2 separate regions of the Mus musculus genome follow, and region 1 is linked to region 2. Evidence: chromatin contacts called from public promoter capture Hi-C data. All regions are on one chromosome and are shown on one strand. Each heading gives the region's core, a stretch centred on a gene start, on an enhancer-like site or on the middle of the called end of the contact. The rest is flanking DNA. Distances are from core to core; before and after follow the strand shown. Region 1 overlaps Secisbp2 (SECIS binding protein 2). Region 2 holds the start of Nol8 (nucleolar protein 8).

What was found. Promoter capture Hi-C pulls out the DNA fragments that hold promoters and counts their contacts.
Region 1: a promoter capture Hi-C map of embryonic stem cells shows a contact between it and region 2, with 4 times the contacts expected there. The contact joins the enhancer-like site here to the promoter of Nol8 in region 2. A contact is called at or near these places in 5 of 39 promoter capture datasets (cranial neural crest, embryonic stem cells, liver and 1 more), 1 of 484 Hi-C or Micro-C datasets (embryonic stem cells) and 1 of 115 datasets of contacts at active chromatin or transcription factors (embryonic stem cells).

Annotation. Positions count from the first base shown.
Region 1 is chr13:51,666,928-51,669,951 of GRCm38.p6, reverse strand. All of the region lies in intron 7 of Secisbp2 (SECIS binding protein 2), which reads right to left. Among named protein-coding and RNA genes, the nearest start is that of Secisbp2, 17 kb to the right of the region's middle. Within about 2 kb of position 1,606, at least 9 of the 459 cell types and tissues checked have an H3K27ac peak or open chromatin away from gene starts, as enhancers often do. A contact at or near this core is called in embryonic stem cells, where this site is marked.
Region 2 is chr13:49,651,747-49,654,990 of GRCm38.p6, reverse strand. It overlaps Nol8 (nucleolar protein 8), which reads right to left and starts at 1,913. Exons shown (of 17, transcript NM_001271397.1): 1 at 1,309-1,913; 2 at 489-644. The coding sequence starts at 1,345. Cenpp (centromere protein P) reads left to right here and starts at 2,260. Exons shown (of 8, transcript NM_025495.3): 1 at 2,260-2,408. The coding sequence starts at 2,302.

The sequences.
Region 1 (3,024 bases), core at 357-2,856, 2.0 Mb before region 2:
GATGGCAGTGCATGTGCCAGACCTGGGCTGATTCTCCGACCCCAACGGAGGGAGGATGCAAACATAAACTTAAACTCAGTGACTTAAGGTCACACACAACATCATGGATGGTACTTACTGGCTTGCTTCCCCTGCCTTGCTCAGCTTGCTTTCTTATAGAACCAAGACTTCCAGCCCAGGGACAGCACCACCCACAGTGGGCCCTCCCCCCTTGATCACTAATTGAGAAAATGCCTTACAGCTGGATCTCATGGAGGCATTTCCTCAAGGGAGGCTCCTTTCTCTGTGTTAACTCCAGCTTGTGTCAAGTTGACACACAAAAGCAGCCAGTATAACTGGCCTCTGGTCAATTTGACACACACATACACCCCACTATTAAGCCTTTACTTCCTTATTCATCCCCAAGATCTAAATAACTTTAAAAGTCCCACAGCCTTTACAAATATTTACATATTAAAATTTCAACCCCTGCTGGGCATGGTGGCGCATATCTTTAATCCCAGCACTCAGGAGGCAGAGGCAGGTGGATTTCTGAATTCAAGGCCAGCCTGGTCTACAAAGTGAGTTTCAGGACAGTCAGGGCTATACAGAGAAACCCTGTCTCGAAAAACCAAAACCAAAAAAACCAAAAAAAAAACCAAAACAAAAAAAAAACAAAAAAACAACAACAAAAAATTTCAATCCCTTTAAAATATCCAATCTCTTATGAAAGTCAAAGTCTTTTTACAATTCAAAGTCTCTTAACTGTGGGCTCCAGTAAAATTCTTTTTTCCTTCAAGAGAGAAAAATATCAGGGCACAGTCACAATCAAAAGCAAACTCAAACTGTCCAATATCTGGGATGCACTCAGGATCTTCTGGGCTCCTCCAAGGGCTTGGGTCACTTCTCCAGCTCTGCCCTTTGTAGCACATACCTCGTCTTCTAGGCTCCAGCTGCCTGTACTCCACTGCTGTTGCTGTTCTTGGTGGTCATCTCATGGTACTGGCAACTCCAAAACACTGATGTCTTCCACTGCAACTAGGCTTCACCAATAGCCTCTCACAGGCTCTCAACTCCTTTGCATGACCCCTTCAGTCCTGGGCCATCAATTGCTACTGAGGCTGCACCTTCACAAATGGCCTTCCATGGCCTCTCACAGTGCTGAGCCTCAGCTGCCCTTCAGCCTTCAAAACCAGTACCATGTGGGTGACTCTTACACATTTCCAAGTCCAGCTGCAGCATGAGGTACAACCTTGGCTATCTCTGGAACACAGCCTCTGTGCTCTCAGAAAACACTTCCCAGAAGATTTCACCTCAGTGATGCTGTCTCTTCTTAATCACCACTAATTTCTTAGCTCCAGCTAACTAGCATGAGAAGTCCCAGTAAAGCAAAGGGTTCACTTTAGTAGTTCTGGTATCTTGTTAATCACTGCTGAACCTTCAGCCCCAGCTAATTGCGGGAAGCGGGTGCGGCCACAGGCCCCGTGAAACCCACTTGTTTACTACCTTGCCTGAGCATGCGCAGTGAAGCTGCATGCGAGGGCTGCCTGCCAGGCTGGACTGTTCCTCGTGATCCAGACCTGTCAGCCTATCTGTGAACGACCTGAGCTCGTGTCTGGAGCACACACGTGCGTGTGTGTGAATTCTAATTGGATGAGGTGGGGTGGAGCTAGAAGGAGGTGACTTGGTGAGAGTAGTGAAGAGAGTAGTTTTAGCCCTTGCCGTGAGTAGAAGTAGAGTAAGAGAAGCTGTTGTAATAGGAGTGTTTTAGCCCTTGCCCTAAGAAGAAGCTGCTGGGGAAGAGAACTGTAAAAGGAAAAAGCCACAAGTAAAGAAGCTGTTGTGTGAACCCGACTTGGTGTTCGAGTTGTTCTTGTTGCCGCGGGTGGGAGACTGCGGAGACCGGACACCGGGACAGCTAACCAAAACCGAAGAATCTTCACAATCAAAGCAAGGGCCCTGAAAAGAGTCTTTAATCTTCCCTCTGAAATTTCACAAGCCAGCCCTCCATCTTCTGCCTGTTCTCAACATTATCTTCCAAGCTCCTACACAACATCCCACAGAGCTCTGAATATCCCAATGGATCTTCTAGCTCAAAGTTCCAAAGTCCTTCCACAGTCCTCCTCAAACATGGTCAAGTTGTCACAGGAATACCCCACTATGCTGGTACCAGTTTGTCTTAGTCAGGGTTTCTATTCCTGCACAAACATCATGACCAAGAAGCAAGTTAGGAAGGAAAGGGTTTATTCAGCTTATATTTTCACATTGCTGTTCATCACCAAAGGAAGTCAGGACTGGAACTCAAGCAGGTCAGGAAGCAGGAGCTGATGCAGAGGCCATGGAGGGATGTTACTTACTGGCTTGCTTCCCCTGGCTTGCTCTCAGCTTGCTCTCTTATACAACCCAGGACTACCAGCCCAGGGATGGCACCACCCACAATGGGCTGGGCTCTCCCACCCTTGATCATTAATTGAGAAAATGCCTTACAGCAGGATCTCATGGAGCCATTTCCTCAAGGGAGGCTCCTTTCTCTGTGGTAACTCCAGCTTGTGCCAGGTTGACGCACAAAACCAGCCAGTACACTTTGAAAACCAACAAAATCTTTTCTTAACTTAGTTTTTTTTCTTTGAAGCCTGCAGCATGGTATACAATAATCTACTAATGCAGCTTCTCCAAAGGGTGGAAATGAAGAACGACAGACAAGGGCCTGGGCCCAGGTTCATTCCCAAGAACAAACTGGAAAAAATAAGTGAAATTTAAAAGAATTCAGAGAGGTATGAAGAGCATTCAGATGACTAGACTCTCACAGTAACACTTGCCATTTGCACAGACTTCATAATGGAGAAGAAAGTGCATCATTCAAAGCAGAGCTGTCCCAGCCGTAGGATGCAAAGTGACCCACTAGGCCTCTGGCCTCACGGACCTGGACCAGGCATTTATGCCACTGGTTCTGCCTTCTGAGAGCTGGGGCTGGATCAGCTGTCATGTTGGCCAAGCATGGTGTCTAACTTTTATTACAAGTTTTCTAAAATACTTTTTGTTTGG
Region 2 (3,244 bases), core at 664-3,163:
TCGAGGTCTAGATCAAAAAATATCAAACACCACATCTAGCCTTAAGAAGCTATCCAAGCTCAAAAAGTGCATTCATAGATATTTATTCTTTGAAAGAAAATACTTTTTACCTCACCTGACTAAAGTCTGCATTTTTATAAACATGATCAAAATATTTCAAAATGAGTAAAAAAAACAAAAAACCCTGAAGTAATCAATTCAGACACCTCTTAACAGTATATTAGTGTGTAATCAGTTCAGACATCCTGATTGTTAGTGACACTCTACTTAATAAGATAATGTTAGAATGTTGACTCCGAAAATTCAAAGTACAGATGTTTTAGAAATTCAAATGTTTTATACTTTTTCTGGTTTCAAAATTAATTTTCATATGAAATAATCCAGGAAGCCATATATGATGTTTAGCGCTAACATTCAGCTCTGGGGTTGCTTCTCCTGTAATATCATTGACCTTGTCTGTTTTTAACTCCCTCGTGTTACAGATTTACCTTGGTCATCTTTCCGAGTGATGATCTCCACGTCAGAAACTTCTCCAAATCTGCCGAACTGATTTTGTAGGTCTGTCTCAGAAATGCCCTGTCCAAGTCCACCCACAAAGAGGCGCTTCATTTCTCTGTTGCCTTGCATGGATGTTGGGCATCTATCTGGAAAAGTTAATTTTGGACAGAAAAACAATTTAATAGTTTTCCAGAAATTTAACACAACTCTTTCCCCTGAAACTTCTGTGCCAACTTCATCTTATGAAGCTATGTCTCTTCATATGTATTGCTTTCAGATTTTATCAGTGGAGATTTTACAAAGGCCCTCCATCCACATTCTCAATGAACACACTTTGCAACTGCACCTAAGTACAGCACATCCACACATCTTCTCCCAGATGTTTTCTCTAAAACAACCACAGCTATTATATCTTATCCTTATTGATTTTTTATTCGAAGTACTGCCCTCCCCCATTCATTTCTACATTTTTACCTTAACATATACTGGCAAAAATAGTAAGCTAACGGATAAAAATAGCTTCATCCTGGAGCTCCAGTCATAACAAAGTCTGCAATTACAATAGTATGGCAAAATACAAGTGTCCCCTAAGCGCTGTTAAATCACAAAGACGGCAACTTAAGTTATACCTAAAATATGTTTCCCCACTGTGTGCCTGTATTGTTCAAAGCAGTCTGAGTGGATCTCATCGGTCAGGGGAGTAGGAGCGGTTACGGCTTTTCCCAGTGCCACTTAGAAAACAGTAGTGGTGACAGCAAGGATCATAATGAAGTCTAATTTTGGAACCCGGAATTGTTAACACTGTCCTACCAAGATTGCTGGAAACGTTTTCCAGAGGTCGCTCCATCTCGTTTAGCTCTCGGCGGATGTTCAGCTCTTACTCAAACCTTTCTCAAAAGTTGGCTGTCTCCTTCCAAGCGAGATCACTAAATAGCGGCAGAAGCCCAAAGCAAAGGCCAGCACTCTGGGAAAAAAACCTACAGTGTACCCCTTCTTGGTAGCCACCGCCCCATCCTTCCAGCCCTGCCCTCTCTCTTCGAGAAGCCCCTAAGGAAGGAGAGGAGAGGCTAAGCCCAATAGCCCATCACTTCTCACGAGCAAACACTCTTCCTCAGGGCGCTTGTCCGACTCAGCTCAAGCCCGGCGTAGCACTTAACGTCTAATAACACGTGCCGGCAAGTGCATTTTCCTTTCCTTCCTACAAAGTTTCCAACCCAATCTCCTAAGGTTCCGTTATCCCGCAGTTCCAGAGGGCTCTTTATTTCCTCCGCCTTCGCTTTTACTGACGTTCTGTTAGTTCTCCTCCACGTTGTAAAACTGACAGAGTGTGAGAAAGAAAAATAAAAATCGGTAATTCCTACAGAAAAGACACTCCGCCGCGTGGTTCCTGATTTCCGGTTCAAGTAGGCGGAAGTGAAGAAGCGGAACCAAAATAAAGAGACTCCTTTCCTCGTGCTTCCGAGAATCCGCCCCCTTCGGTGACGTAAGAGCTCGGCTGGCCCAGTGGCCGTTAGACGGGATGGGCGGCCGTTGGAGGGTGACGTGCAATTTGGAACGAACCAACTCGCAGAGGCGGCGGGGGTGTCTAGACGCTCGACGCGACATTTCGCGGGCCGTCAGGCTCGGGAACGTCGTCCGAGGCCGTGGGCGTGGACGCGCGACTCCCGGCAGCCTCTCCCCCCGTGAGCTCGAGAGTGGTCCGTTCCAGGAGCGCGCGCGCTCCTTGAAGTCTCCTGGCTGCCCGAGGCGCCCAGACTGCCATTCTCCGGGCTACTTCACCTTCAGGGTTCCACGTCGGTAGCCATGGATTCCGAGACCCGCGAACTGCGCGCCCTGGAGGCGGAGGTCGCAGCGCTGCAGCGAGAGTGCAGAATGCTGCAAAACGCTGGGGAGAAGGCGTCCGGAGCCTGGTACGTGGCTCGGGTCCATCCCTCCCAGCCCATGCCCTGTAGCACCCCGCGGACCTCTCAACCTTATGACAGTTCTGGACTCCGACTCCCTCACCCCCCCAAGACCCATGCTCAAGAACGTGGTGGGAGACGTCCTGAAATGTGAACTTGAATCAGTGTTCTGGGAGAACGATGACCTCATGAGTGTGTGAACGCTGCGTTTGGGGCTTATGACTTGATTATAATCAGCAGAAAATAGTTTCCTTAAGGGTTGTTTTCGCCCAGTTGATGAGAATCAAAGGGAAAATCTGGCTTTTCTTTAAGCAGTCTTTGCCTTCGGGAGAACAGCATCTAGATAGCTGGTTTTGTTTTGTTTTGTTTTTCTGGGTTTGGAGACATTGTTACTCTGTAGGTCAGGAACTGGCTCAATTTGATTTCAAACTCAAGAGTCTTCTATTCCGCAGCCCCCAACTCCCACACACAGTGTTGGAGTTATTACCTGAGCCACCATACTTGCTCTTGTCTAGTTGGGATTCCCTCCTTACTCTGGTTTCATGGATTTGTTTTTGTGACTCATCTAACGATGTAGTTAAGGGGCCCTGACCTTTTTTTTTTTTTTTTTTTTTTTTTTTTTTTTTTCTGCATTATGTTAGAAACATAAGGGTTGGGGGTATATAGCCCCAGGGCAGGGCAGCCTAGCATGGTCAAATTGGTATATATGGCTAATGCCTTCTATAGGAAACTGTGATAGTCTTCTGATTAGTTACTATTGTTAAGCCTTATTTAAAGGTAGTTGATCTGAGTGTTAAATAGTTAAATAGCTTGCCTAAGGTCCTAGAGAAATCCAAAGCCCAAGC